2 separate regions of the Pelodiscus sinensis genome follow, and region 1 is linked to region 2. A link is a contact called in public Hi-C data. All regions are on one chromosome and are shown on one strand. Each heading gives the region's core, a stretch centred on a gene start, on an enhancer-like site or on the middle of the called end of the contact. The rest is flanking DNA. Distances are from core to core; before and after follow the strand shown. Region 1 holds the start of CTSO (cathepsin O). Region 2 holds the start of MAP9 (microtubule associated protein 9).

Region 1 (6,704 bases), core at 50-2,549, 460 kb after region 2:
AAAGTTTTCCGTTAAAAGCATTTTCGGAAAAGAGCGTCTAGATTGGCACGGATGCTTTTCCACAAAAGCATTTTTTGCAGAAAAGTGTCCATGGCCAATCTAGATGCGCTTTTCCGCAAAAAAGCCCCGATTGCCATTTTCGCGATCGGGGCTTTTTTGCGGAAAACAAATCTCAGCTGTCTACAGTGGCCCTTTTGTGCAAAAGTTTTGCGCAAAAGGGACTTTTGCCCGAACGGGAGCAGCATAGTATTTCCGCAAAAAGCACTGATTTCTTACAGTAGGAAGTCAGCGCTTTTGCGGAAATTCAAGCGGCCAGTGTAGACAGCTGGCAATTTTTTCCGCAAAAGTGGCTGATTTTTCGGAAAAACTGGCCAGTCTAGACAAAGCCGCTGTGTAAGACACATAAGACTTGTCTCTATTTCACCACATACTAAATAATTTCCACCACCACCACCCAACATCAACTGAATGTTACATATAATCCTTTCTGTCACTATCAAATTGAAAATGGGGGGAGGAGAGTGTAGTCTGGTGCTTGAGAGAGACTGACCCTTAAGACATATGGGGAGGGGGTGAATGTTTTAGCAGCAGTTTATGACAGTGCAGAGGGAAAGTTTTGGGGAGCTGAAGTGGGGAGAGGATAGTAGTAGGGCTAGGTGATGGGTATGGAGGCTGAGCAGCCAACAGGCAGGATGGGTGGTGGGTATGGAGGCTGAACAACTGGCAAACAAGAGATCTGGGTGGCAGGTATGGAGACGAGGGGGGAAGCCTGGCAGTCTGGAGGTTTAGAGGCCAGGCAGCAGAGATGAGCCACTAGAGTGGAAGCTGAGCGGAGGGCGGGCAGGCGCGCAGGAGGGGTGGCTCATGGGTGGCAGGTGTGGAGGCTGTGCAGCGCTGCTGGCAGGCAGGGAAGCAAGGGGAGGGTTGATGGTGAGTGGGGGAGCAGTCAGAGGCAGCGGGTGGGCGGCTGGCTCTGGGGGGTGGTTGCTGCGGACACTGGCAGGGAGAGCGGGGGCGGCAGCGCAGCGGCAGTGGGTACCTACCCGCAGGGCGGCCTCCTCCCGCCCATCCCAGCCAGCCCGGGTGCGGTTGCGGGAGCCGCGCAGCTCCGGGCCGCCGCCGCCGCTGCTACCCCGTGGCTGGATCCCCCCGGGGGAGCCACCCCCGCCGGGGAGCAGGCGGCACAAGAGCCAGAGCCCCAGCAGCTTCATGGGGCGCGGGGCAGTTTCCCTTTCACTTTCCGGGCGGCGGCGGCTCCTCCTCCTGGCGCTGCTGTGGCAGAGCGGGACTGGGCGTGCGCCTCACTGGAGCCACCGCTCGGCCCCTCCACAAAGGCGCACACGCTTTGAAGTTGAGGCAGAGACTGATACTCTCCGCATTTGCCCTACAGCCTCCCTCAGGCCTTAATCCAGCCGTGTCGCCTCCAGACTCTCCCCTGGGCAGATTTTCACACGGCTGCTGCCCCATGATGGGGGGTTTTACAGCTCGCCTCTGGAACTGGCCATTATTGGAGACAAGATACAGGGCTAGATGCATTGTAGCTCTGTGCCACTCTGGCAAGTCCTGTGTTTCTAAATAAGCCTTCACCTTTCCTGAGTACTTTGAAATAGCTGTAGGTTTCCAGCACAATTTTGTTTGACCCTTTTTAGTTTGACTGAGTTGTCCATTACTCCTGAAAACAGTTATACACATGCTGAACATTAAGGACTTCAGTCCCATTAAGTTCTGTGAGACAGGAATTTAAAATGAAGCTTGGGTATGTGTTTGTAAGATTGGTGCCTATGACTATTTATGGGAAAAGGACAGCAATCCTTTTGTAAATTTCTGTCACTTAAATTCTTGCAGGGGAATGTTTTAGACACATCAGGTTTTATTTATAAATAAGTAATATATTTACACAATTACATTTATTGAGTTGCTTTTCAGATATTTTGGTTGCTTAAACATTTCTGTTCCTGCATGTATTTATTAAAGCATAATAAACATGTAGAAGGGCAATCTCTTTCCTGCTTCACTGGTGATAACATACCTAGCCAATCTTGCCATTTTGTGAATAGGAAGTAGGGTTGTTTTACTGATCCTAAAGGTGTATGGTCTGAACCATGAAGTAGATTACCTTTGCTTGTGCACTATAATATAACTAGCTTTGCACTGAAGTATTCACTTGTAAAAATCAAAGTACAGTTGTAGTGTTAGTGCTGGTAATTTTTGTGATATTCTGTGCTTCTTCTGACAATCTAAACATAAATGGAAAAAATGACATGTAAAAGCAATGTAAGACTTGTAAAATTTCAGTTTTGTACTACTTTATAAAAGTGTCTAGCTTATAACCATTTGGGTATTAAAAGAATTTACTTGTCATAGTAGCACCCCCAGTTATGCTGAGATGAAATGTTGCAATAGCTGCCTTTCCATGTCTTCTCTGCCCCCAAAAGGTGGGCAAATAAAGGCAAAAAGGATAACTGAGAAAACTGTCAGAAAAAATAATTAATTTAATGAAGTAATGGTCAGTTAATAATACAAGACATAGTTCTATTACCACAAATTAAAAGGAAGGGTTGGAGAATACTTTGTTGTGCTGGAAAGGGGTGTTATCCCTCTGGGGCAGAGTTAAGGATATGAGGAGTGACTTGTGGTGTATACCAGTGTGGTAGTAGTAAGTGAGGTGTCTGTGGAAAAAGCAATGGGATTATATATGCTCATTTATACTCTCCTCAGCTGCCTCATTCTTACTCTCCTCAGTGCTAACACTGGTCTGACTTACCATTTGCCAGCTAACGGATGATGATTTGCTGATTGTGGAACTGTGGAAGGAGCTGGTATTGTGCTTTTACTCACTGAAGTGCAGCTACCTGTATTACAGAGATAAGCAGAGGAGCAGTCTAGTAACTGCAGTTCTATGGGGAGTTCAACTACCAGCTGGTCTACCGCTTTCGTTCTTTAACTGGCAAATCTCCTTTGGTTTGTCACTTTCTATAAATAAATGTAATCATTACAATGGGATCAACTGAATTAGCCTACTTCCCACAGAGATACTATAATGGATTTAATACTGATCAAGTATGCTTTATTCCCTAAACTGGGGAAAATCTTAAAAATCATTTACCTAATCATGCTGTGAATACCTCAATTAATGTTGGAACATTGAACTTCGTTTCAAGAAATAGACATTTGTTGATATGTTGTAGTGCTGCTAAGGCATGTGTATTTTGAATTTGTTCAAGGTTGCCTTATTAAGATTGTTTGGACTAGAAAAATTATTGTAAGTGTTGGGTAAGTTGCTGTAAACAGCTTTGTTGCTTTTCATGGACAGTGTAGTACAAAACCAAGAATGGGCAAGGGCTTAGCTCATCCATGGTTTTACGCGTGGGTTATATTTTGTGTCTGTCCTTTTCTGCCTGTGCTTATTTTCTGATCCAAGTTATAAGTATCAAGGTTATTGAATGTCAGCCCAGCATGTTTTTTTGGGTTTAATCAATGTACCACGGCCAGTCCAAGGTTTGGTTTTGTCTACTTGTCAGACACTGTCTCTGTAAATTCTACCATTGAGAGAGAGAGAAACTTTATTTAGTAGTATGATTACAACTCTGAATCAGATTTTCAGATATTGATTGGACCAGAGATCCTGGCTATTCAGGGAAAAAGCCACCATTCCAGCCTTCAGTTGACAACAGTTACCAACTAACTGCCATCAGATTGCCAAAGGAGTATCTGCTTTTTTCCCTCTTTTCCTTTCCCCTCTTTCTCTAATCTCTGTATCTGTGTGTGAAGAAACTTATCAGACAAAACAAACAATTTTCTAAGTTGAGCACATGTTTGAAGTTCAGTAAGGACAAATGCAAAGTACACTGCCTAGAGAGGAACAATCAGTTTCACACACACAAAATGGAAAGTGACTGTTTAGGAAGGAGTACTGCAGAAAGGGACCTAGGAGTCCTAGAGGACCACAAGCTAGATATGAGTCAACCAGAGTGGCATTGTTGCAAAAAAGCAAACATAATTCAGGGCTGCATTAACAGGAGTGTTGTGAGCAAGACACAGGAAGTAATTCTTCCCCTCTATTCTGTGTTTAGGCCTCAACTGGAGTATTGACCTATGTGGGAAGAGTGAAAAAATTGGATTTGTTTAGTTTGGAAAAGAGAAGACTGAGAAGGGGACATGACAGCAGCTTTCAGGTACCTAAAAGGATATTACAAGGAGGAGGAAGAAATTATTCTCCTTAACCTCTGATGATGGGAAGAAACAATGGGTTTAAATTGCAGCAAGGGAGGTTTAGGTTGGACATTAAGAAAAAACTTCCTAACTGTCACAGTGGTTAAACTTTGGAATAAATTGCCTGGGGAGGTAGTAGAATTTCCATCATTGGAGATGTTTAAGAGAAGATTGGACGGACATTTGTCAGAGATAGTCTAGATTAGGGATTACCCTTAATGGGTGATGCTTACTGGTTACAGTTAACTAGTGGTGACTGAAGCAGCACGCCCCCCCCCCCATGGCAGACAGGGGGCTGCTTCAGCCCTGTGGGGCCTGCTGTAGGGGGGCATTCCAGCCCAGCCTGACCAACCCTCCACCTGCTTGCCTGCCTCTAATTGGTTAAATAGGTTTACTAATTAAACAGGCTTCGAGAAGTAGCCATGTTAGTTTATAACTTTAAAACAATGTGTAGTCCTGTGGCACCTGAAAGACTGACTAAAATATATAGAGAATATCATGAGTTTTTGTGGGCAAAACACACTTCTTCAGATGAGCAGGATTAAACAGGATTATATATCCCTAATCTAAATGGTGCTTAGTCCTGCTGTAACTGCAAGAGACTGGACTTGATGACTCGGGGTCCCTTCAAGTTTTCTGTGATTTTGGTTGTCACGTGACTAATATTCCATCATCTCAGAAGAAAGCTGAGAAACAAAATTGGTTTTGTAGTTTACAATTTTTCCTACATAACTGGGCTAAGAGAGAAGAAGATTAATTTACACTTTGCAATTGAAAAGTAAGGCTGAGACTGTTGAAAAGAAACCTAATACTACACCTGGAATGCAGTGTTACATCTACACATCAGAATAAACCAATAATCTTAATGGAAGCTATAGCAGTTCTTGTTGTTGTCCCATGGGTTGCATAAATCACAATGTGTGTTAGTCCATGGGACACGTTAGTAGAAATTACAAGAAAGAAATGTCCTTAGTAGGGATGTGAACGTATAAACCAATACACAGTTCACCAATAAGCCTGGGCTTTTAAGCCAGCTCCCTGCAAATACCGGCTTCCGTGGTACTGCCTCTGCCTTCTCCCCTGCACTACTACCTCTATATCAGAGGCAACAGTATGGGAGGGGTGGAGTCAGGAGCCACTTCCTCCCCTCCCCTGCTTGTAAACGTGTAACAACTGAAATTTTCAACGGTTACACATTTACCTATATATATGCATTTTAACATCTTTAGTCCATAGAGTGGGAGATGGATCTGGAGGAATGTCCATCCCCCTTTAAAAAACGTGCAGATATTGAACCTTAATAACCAAATCCTATAACCATTATTTTAATTCGCCAGGATTTTCTGGGTTAGGGTACTTACCAACCATTCTGTTTTCTCTGTGGTAGTTTAGGTCAGCTCTGCCTCTTTAATGAAATACTCAAAAAGAAACTATGCACACAGAAATCAAGGCGTATCCTGGCTCCTTTGGGAATTTTTTCCCAACCTATGAGAGAATCTGGTTCTCTGTATATTTTCCCACTAACTGTTCCAAAGTAGGATGAATTAAATTCAAGCTCACAATGCAGAGGCCATTTGATATTTTTTGATTAAGTGCAATATTGTTTTATTTAGAAACATAAAATCACTTGCATTTAGCAATGTGTAGTATTTTAAAAATAGAGAACATAACACCATATCTACTTAAGCAGATCACAGTGTTTTTAATGTAATGGAAGAGAAGACAGGACCATTGCAGCATATGTCCAAAGGAATCTTCACAAGAGGTATTTTCTTCCAATATGTCTTGAATTCAGTGGGCCAAATTCTCTTCTAGCTTAACACTATTGACTTCAGTGAAGTTTTGCCAGAGGAGCATTTGGCCTTATACCAGTGCAAATAATACTTGAAAATTCAACTCAATTTGCTTAATTGTAATATATAATTTTGCACCCAAAAGTAGGCAGTTTGGCCCTACCTGATGACTACATGCAGTAGTTCTTAATGTTGTTGCGTTGCTGAGGAAAGATATTTTACTAACTCCTGCAAGAACAATTTCAATTCAATATGAAGAAAATATTTTCTTATTAGACACATGAGGGCAGCGAAGGACTTTTGAAAACACACTTATAGAGGGCACTGATATAAAATTCACCTTTATTGGAAACATACATGTATCCCAGATTAATTTACAATAAAATATCTGTGTAGCAGATCCGGAGGAAATTGTGTTTCTGCTGGGTTTGCCCTCTGTGTGTGCTAAAAAGGTATGTCAGTTTATCTTGTTCAGAGGGACAGAGAAACAGTGTTGATAACAATGCTTGTGCCCTTTTCCGATGACTCTGTTTTATCTGGGAGAATGGAAGAACAACAAACAACAGAAGATATGGGACTGGGGGTATGTCTACACTACAGAATTTTTTCTGAAAAACAGCTGTTTTTCCGAAAACCTTCAATTACGTCCACACTGCAATTGCGTTTTTCAGAAAAAAATCGAAAGAACAGTGTGTTTTT
Region 2 (6,654 bases), core at 2,930-5,429:
AGCAGAGTCGCAAGGGTGGTGGGGGCAGGTACTGGAGCTCCCCTCTCCAATGGGGAGAACAGAGCCCCAGGTGGCAGCAGGGTGGCCAGAAGGAAATGTGGAGACCCAGGTGCATTGACCTCCCCTGGTCTGGCAAATTCCCTGGTCAGGTCCAACTTGAGCCATCTCATCCCTCTCTTAAATTACATTATGACATTTAAAGCCACAAATTCCCTTAACAGATAGAACTCCAAGCAGAGTGGATCTATTAGGGCTTAGTCTGCATAATAATAACAATAACAACAACAAATTCTTAAACATTATATAGAACCTGAAATGAGGAAAAACAAAGGCCCAATTGTGCACCTACTGATAGCAATGGGAATTCTGATCCTAACTTTGTTTAGCAGGACAGAGTACATAATTCATGAGTTGTCATAATTTGGAATCTTGCTACATTAAACTATACTGGCTCTTAAGGATCTTTAGTGGTTCATCAGTAAGGGGGGGGAACACACACACAAAACTGCTGCTATTTAACATACCATCTTCATCACTGTCAAAGTCATCTGAGTATTCAGAAGTTTGCCTTCTTGCTGAACGAGCAGAAATCGCTTCTTGTAACTCATCCTGAAATATTTTAGCAGATAACTTTTATTCAGAAGGAAAGATCTATTACTTGAAGTTCAACACTCATTCTTCTTATTACCAAAATATGTTTTGGGACAGTAAGGGTGCATCTACACTGCAGGGCTTAACTCGAAATAAGCAATGCAAATTGAGGTACGCCAATTGTGCATCTTATTTTGAAATAGCTTATTTTGAAATAGGAAGAGTCTACACAGCACTTATTTAAAAATAGAGCACTCTTCCTTCGACTTCCCTTATTCCTCATACAACTTCTTACAAAAGAGTCAGATTAAGAAGTCCTCTAGTTTGACAATATTTCGACACTATTTTGAAATAACTGCCTGCTGTGTAGACGGGGATTAAGTTATTTTGGAATAGCTCTAGTTATTTCAAAATAGCATTGCAGTGTAGACATACACTAATAGATATGTATTTTTGGTGGTGAGTGGGAGGGGGTGAGCAAACTAGTATAGTGTAGGGTTTCCCAAAATTTTGAAAGCTAATTCATCTTTTAGGAAAATACCACCAGCTGGATCCTTCTCTCCATCTTTGCCACATGCTGATAAAATGTCTTTGTTTATTTATCTTTTGAGTATCAAGCCCAACATCTTAGAACTCCATGCTTGTTCTTGCCCACTCTTTGAAAAATATTTGTCTAGTTAACAAATCACTTGATTGGCAGTCAGAAGACATGGCTTGTTTCTGATATTGCCCTATATGTGACACTGGGTAAGTCTCTTCAGTCCAGATCCAAAGGTACTTTCACAAGTCCGTACATTTAGGTGCCTCAGAAATCACCAGAATCCACAAAATCTGAGTTAGTTACCAAAGCTCCCTATACAGTGGAAAGATAAGCATTTAAGAATTGGATCTACAAAAGCCAGCATATTAGGCAATTTCCCTCCTAACATAACCAATAGCAGAGAGAGCGTTTTCTTGCTAAAAAATTACCAGCCATTAACAACCTGGAAGCAGTCAGACCCTCCATTAAAGTGCATATAAACTTCATCTTGTCACAAAGACACTACATGGGTCTTAGTGCTCAATATCTCTGCTCTTCCTATCCCTATTCTGACAGCTTCAGAGGGGTAGCCGAGTTAGTCTGTAAGGGCTCATCTAGACTGAGCTAAAGTGTCAAAAGAGGATATGCAAATTCCACGGCATAATACATAAACAATAAATAAAACTATTTATTGTTTTTTAAGTTTTTCCTGTTAGGGCTCATCTAGACTACGCTAAAATGTTGAAAGAGGATATGCAAATTCCTGCGGAATCCCTTCTTCCAATCTCACTTTTGAAAGCAGAGCTTTCAAAAGTGAAAATAGTTTGGACGTGGCTTTTTTGGCGACCCCCTGGCCTTTTTCAAAAAGCTGCTTTTCCTCAAATAATGAGATTTACGTGGCTTTTCGAAAAGTGAGGTTCGCTGAAAAAGCCGTGTCCAAACTACTTTCACTTTCAAAAGCTCTGCTTTAGAAAGTGAGATCAGAAGAAGATATGTAAATTCCTGTGGAATTTGCATATCCTCTTTCGACCCTTTAGCATACTCTAGATGAGCCCTAACAGGAGAAACGTAAAAAACAATAAATAGTCTAGTGGCACCTTCAAGATTAACAAAACATGTAGATGGCTTTATGGGCTTTCCTGGGCACAACCCACTTCTTCAGATGAGTATTAGAAGTCCCAATCCAAGAATAAATAAGGAAAGAGGGGTGGGGAGAGGAGGAAAAAAAGACAAGAAAGGAGGGGAGGAAAAAAGAGAGAGAGACAGTGAGTAGATGGTTCAAATAGTTACAAGAGGCTGATAAGAACAATAAGCACCTCCATTGTTTGGTTGATTGGTTAAGTTATTAGGATGTGGAAGGTAGTGTGCCAGTCAGCGGATGTCCATACCAAATGGTAACCAGGACTGATTACTGTATGAAGGCATAAGAGTACATTTAAAATATAGAATCAGCTTAGAAATACTGATTAAGAAAATGTAAAACAGAAGAGCTGCATCATGTATGCTGTATTTCATTCTGTATTCAGCAAGACAGCTGATTTGCTTTTATTTACAAAGTTTTTGCAAATAAACCTAACAAGCATCAGAGTATATTAAAAAACCTGTGGCTGACATTTTTTATTCCCACATTTAGTACTTTTAATTAGGTACCTTCTGCTTGTCCAGTTTTCACAATCTGGCATGCAATGGAAAACACGCTCAATTTTCTTTATAAATACATTTTAGAGGAGTGGTTTTTTTTTTCAAATGCCATTTGCCACGTTTGAGTTCAGCGATTTGTCTGGAAGGGGTGAGCAGAAAGGGGGAGAGAAGAGAAGGGGGAGACAGTATGGAGGGAGCAGAGCCTGGGCAGAGTGAAGGATGGAGTATATGGGCAGTGCCACAGGCTGAGAAGCTTACCTCCCCAAGCAACAGCATCAACCATGGCCCATCGGATGCATACAAAAATTATCTACCCAGAATTTGTATTCTGACATTCCTTGTTCTTATTGGATTAACATAGATGTTTTACCTTAAACTAGGAAAATTATTACCTACATTTAGGAGATCAAGAGAACCTCAGCATAATTATTCTAAAGAAACACAAAGAAACTAAAATGAGAATATCAATTCTACTTTTAAGATGGGAAAGTATTTCTGTTTAAGTGTTTTCTTTTCTGGCATATTGACAGTAGAGTTGTTTTAGTTTCTGTAGCACAAAGGCCAGGTTTTTCATAGAAACTTTAGCCAGTACAGCAATGTTATTTAGCGGTGACATTTCCACAATGGCAAAAACATCATTGTCGACGTATCTGCATAAAAGTGCTTTTAGTTCACTTGCCAGACTGGTATCCCGATAAAAGCAAGGTTTTTTTTACTAGGATAAGCTGTACCTGCATTAAGAGGCGAGTTTGTCAAGTAAACTAGTGTAGATTTGACTACATTTTTAATCGGATAATTTGGGGCAAAATAGTTTACCTGAAAAGCCGTTCTCTTGGAGACTTTGGGGCTCTTGGCATAGGCTAACGTGGTGCCAATATCAGACATGGTGGGGAAACAGTCCGGAGAAATGACTCTGATGCAGTTTCTATTTGTTTTCACGCACTCAGCTCTGCGATGCAGTGAATTCAAATCTCTCCTGAAAATGTAAACGAGGGGGCGTGATTAAAGCCGGGATCCACCGCTCAGGGCAATTCATCTGCCCAGCTCCGCTCGGGCGGCCCGGGGCGCTGCAGGAGGCGCCGGGGAGCAGTTCTGTGCAAAGCCCCGGCGTGGCCGGGCTGCCGGAGGGACACGCGGCCCCGGGCAGGTCCGCACTGCAGCGCGCGCATCAGCGCTGACCCGCGGGAACCCGGCCCGGGGCCGGAGCGCTCCGAGAAAGCCCCGCCCCCGCCGCTCTGCCCCGCCCCTCCACACAGCGGCCCCCACCTCCCGTGCCTGCCTGTCCCGTGCCCGCGCGGGCCCGTCCAACAGGGGCTCGCTCTCGGCGCTGCGCAGCGGCCGCTCCGCTCCAGCAGTCGCCGTCGCAGCTGCATTGACCAGCGGGGCGGAGACTGAGCCCCAGCGGGGCCGCTCGGCCATATACGTTACCTAGCAACCCAGCAACACAGGAAGTGACGGCATAAACAGAGCCGCTGCTCCTGGGCGGGTCCTCTCCCCTGCCACTCGGGGCGGGGTTACGGTCACGTGCCAGGCTCTGCGTGCTAGAGCGTCTGCCCTTTGCCGCAGCCGGGCGGGGAGCTGGTGGCCCTGGGGTCGGTCTCTGCAGATCCGCGGGCACGGCCGGGGTAAAAGAGGCTTCCGCGCGGCGGCCCGGAGCCCTAGGCTGGCTTGTTACAGATGCTGGCTTGGAGGGCTGCTCAGCGGATTAATGGGCCGCGCTTTTCGCGCTTTCCATTGTACGTCCCACATCTTAACCATTAGCCACAGGGTGTCTTCTTTTCCAAGGGAGTCCTGACTCCTCCCCCGCTCTGCCAGGCTCCCGACTGCCCCGTGCTACTTCATTAAACACCTGTCCTGCAACTGTGCTGCAACCTTGTTAGGTACAACCCTGCTTCTATCGCAAAACCCACATTTCCGGCAGCAGACCCAACGCCTGTATGGAAAAAATACACAAGCACTTACGTCTCTGTATCCGTATTGGAAATGATCGCGAGTATAGGGGCAAAGTGGGTGTTCGTGCATGCAGCTGCCACTTGACGTGTTAACTATTTACATACGTGACTTCACACAACATTATGCAGCTGCAAATAGATATTTACACATGACATTTGTACCTCTGCTTTTAAACTTTTGGGCTACATCTGCACTGCAGGCTTTTTGAGCAAGAACAGCTGTTCTTGCGCAAAAACCTGCAGAGCGTCTACACTGCATGTGTGTGCTTGCACAAGTAAATTTACAGTAAAGTATCAGAACAGAGGGCTTCTTGCGCAAGAGTTATTCCTCTTCCCACACGAAGGCAGTGTGGACTGGAAACAGGTTTCTTGCGCAAGAAACCCCTATTACTAAAATGGCCATCAGAGCTTTTTAGTGCAAGAGAGTTCACGCTGCCATGGACACTCTAGTGCAAAAGCACATCTCTTGCACAGAAGCACATGGCAGTGTAGACACACTCTTGCTCAAGAAGTCTGCAGTGTAGACATAGCCCCTGTTCTTAAGCTTGGACCAAACTCTGTCCTTTTTGGTGTGTTATACGAAACCTTGGAAGTAAATGACATTTGTCAGGATTGACATTGAGGCAGAACCTGACTCCTCCTTTCCTTCTTAATCAACGGATATTTCTATTATTGCACAGACCTTCTTGTGTCTACTATGCTGTACAAATCATAATAATGTCAATACTATAGGTGTTGAGTGTGTTGGCGAGAGCAGGGCTGTTGATAAACTTTGTATAGTGCTCATGCTGAGAGTCTTTGAACCAAACTATATACGATTGAAACCATTTCAAATCACAGGTGCAGCAGCAACCCCAGCACCCATAAGGTTCTATTGTCAGGGAGTGATTGTCTCACAAGCTTTCCATTCCAAGAGGTGCAACATTTCTACAGTTTGCCAACTTGCATTCTGGACTGGTGCTCCACTCCTGTCTTAAAAGCAGAGATGCATTTCAACTATTCTTTTTGACTAGTGTTATGCAACCAGTTCATTAGGCAGAACTACACTCAGGGCTGAGGGAAAGCAAGGGTACATGTAATTGAATTATTTGGGACTCAAACCTTTTAAGTATTCAGCTTCCATATTCTCTAAAACAATAGGGCTACATCTACATTGTAGGCTTCTTGCACAAGAACTGTTTTGTGCAAGAGTTCTTGCGCAAAAGGTCTTGCTCAAGAGCGCATCCACACTGCCACGTGCTTTTGGGCAAGAACGTCCATGGCAGTGTGGACGCTCTCTTGCGCAAGGAAGCCCTGATAGCCATTTTAGCCATAGGGATTTCTTGCACAAGGAACCCCTGTTGTCTGTCCACCCTGCCTTCTTGCACAAGAAGGCTTATTCCTCGTGGGGAGAGGAATAACTCTTGTGCAAGAAGCTCTCTGTTCTGATGCTTTACTGTAAATTTACTTGCACAAGAACATGTGTGCAGTGTAGACGCTCTGCAAGTTTTTGCGCAAGAATGGCCTTCCTTGCGCAAGAAGCTTGCAGTGTAGACGTAGCCTAGCAGTGCAACCACTGCTAAAAACAAATCATGTCCGGACTTTGAGTGTCAGTAGATCTGACTGGACAGTCAGGTCCCCTTTTGAACTAGACATCTGGCACCCTACTTGCTATATGCTGTTTTTCTTCTTATCCAAATGTCATCATGAATATTTATCCTTGATGGACATTCCAATATAGGCAGATTAGCATTTTTTCTCCTTGAATCTGTGATTGCTCTTCCAAAATTTAGACTGGTAATGTTTGGGTTTTTTTTAGATGTTTATCTGGCTTAGCTCTTTTGTAATAAAAAACCCTAGCGTTTAGAGAAGCTTCCTTGTTTACTTTTTAACTAGGAGGGAGTCTTACAAATTCAGAATCATTTCAAAAGGCAATCCTGTAGAAACTATACTCCACCTATGCTACTACAT

The links. A called contact is a pair of places that touch in the nucleus more often than the background predicts.
Region 1: a contact with region 2 is called in a Hi-C map of an unstated tissue, with 5 times the contacts expected there. The contact joins the promoter of CTSO here to the promoter of MAP9 in region 2. A contact is called at or near these places in 2 of 5 Hi-C or Micro-C datasets (liver and an unstated tissue).

Annotation. Positions count from the first base shown.
Region 1 is chr5:57,937,903-57,944,606 of ASM4963464v1, forward strand. It overlaps CTSO (cathepsin O), which reads right to left and starts at 1,300. Exons shown (of 8, transcript XM_025183995.2): 1 at 1,044-1,300. The coding sequence starts at 1,211. It overlaps LOC112545578 (a long non-coding RNA gene), which reads left to right and starts at 860. Exons shown (of 6, transcript XR_012904180.1): 1 at 860-930; 2 at 4,074-4,175.
Region 2 is chr5:57,474,495-57,481,148 of ASM4963464v1, forward strand. It overlaps MAP9 (microtubule associated protein 9), which reads right to left and starts at 4,180. Exons shown (of 15, transcript XM_075930106.1): 1 at 4,028-4,180; 2 at 3,569-3,728; 3 at 525-609. The coding sequence starts at 4,125.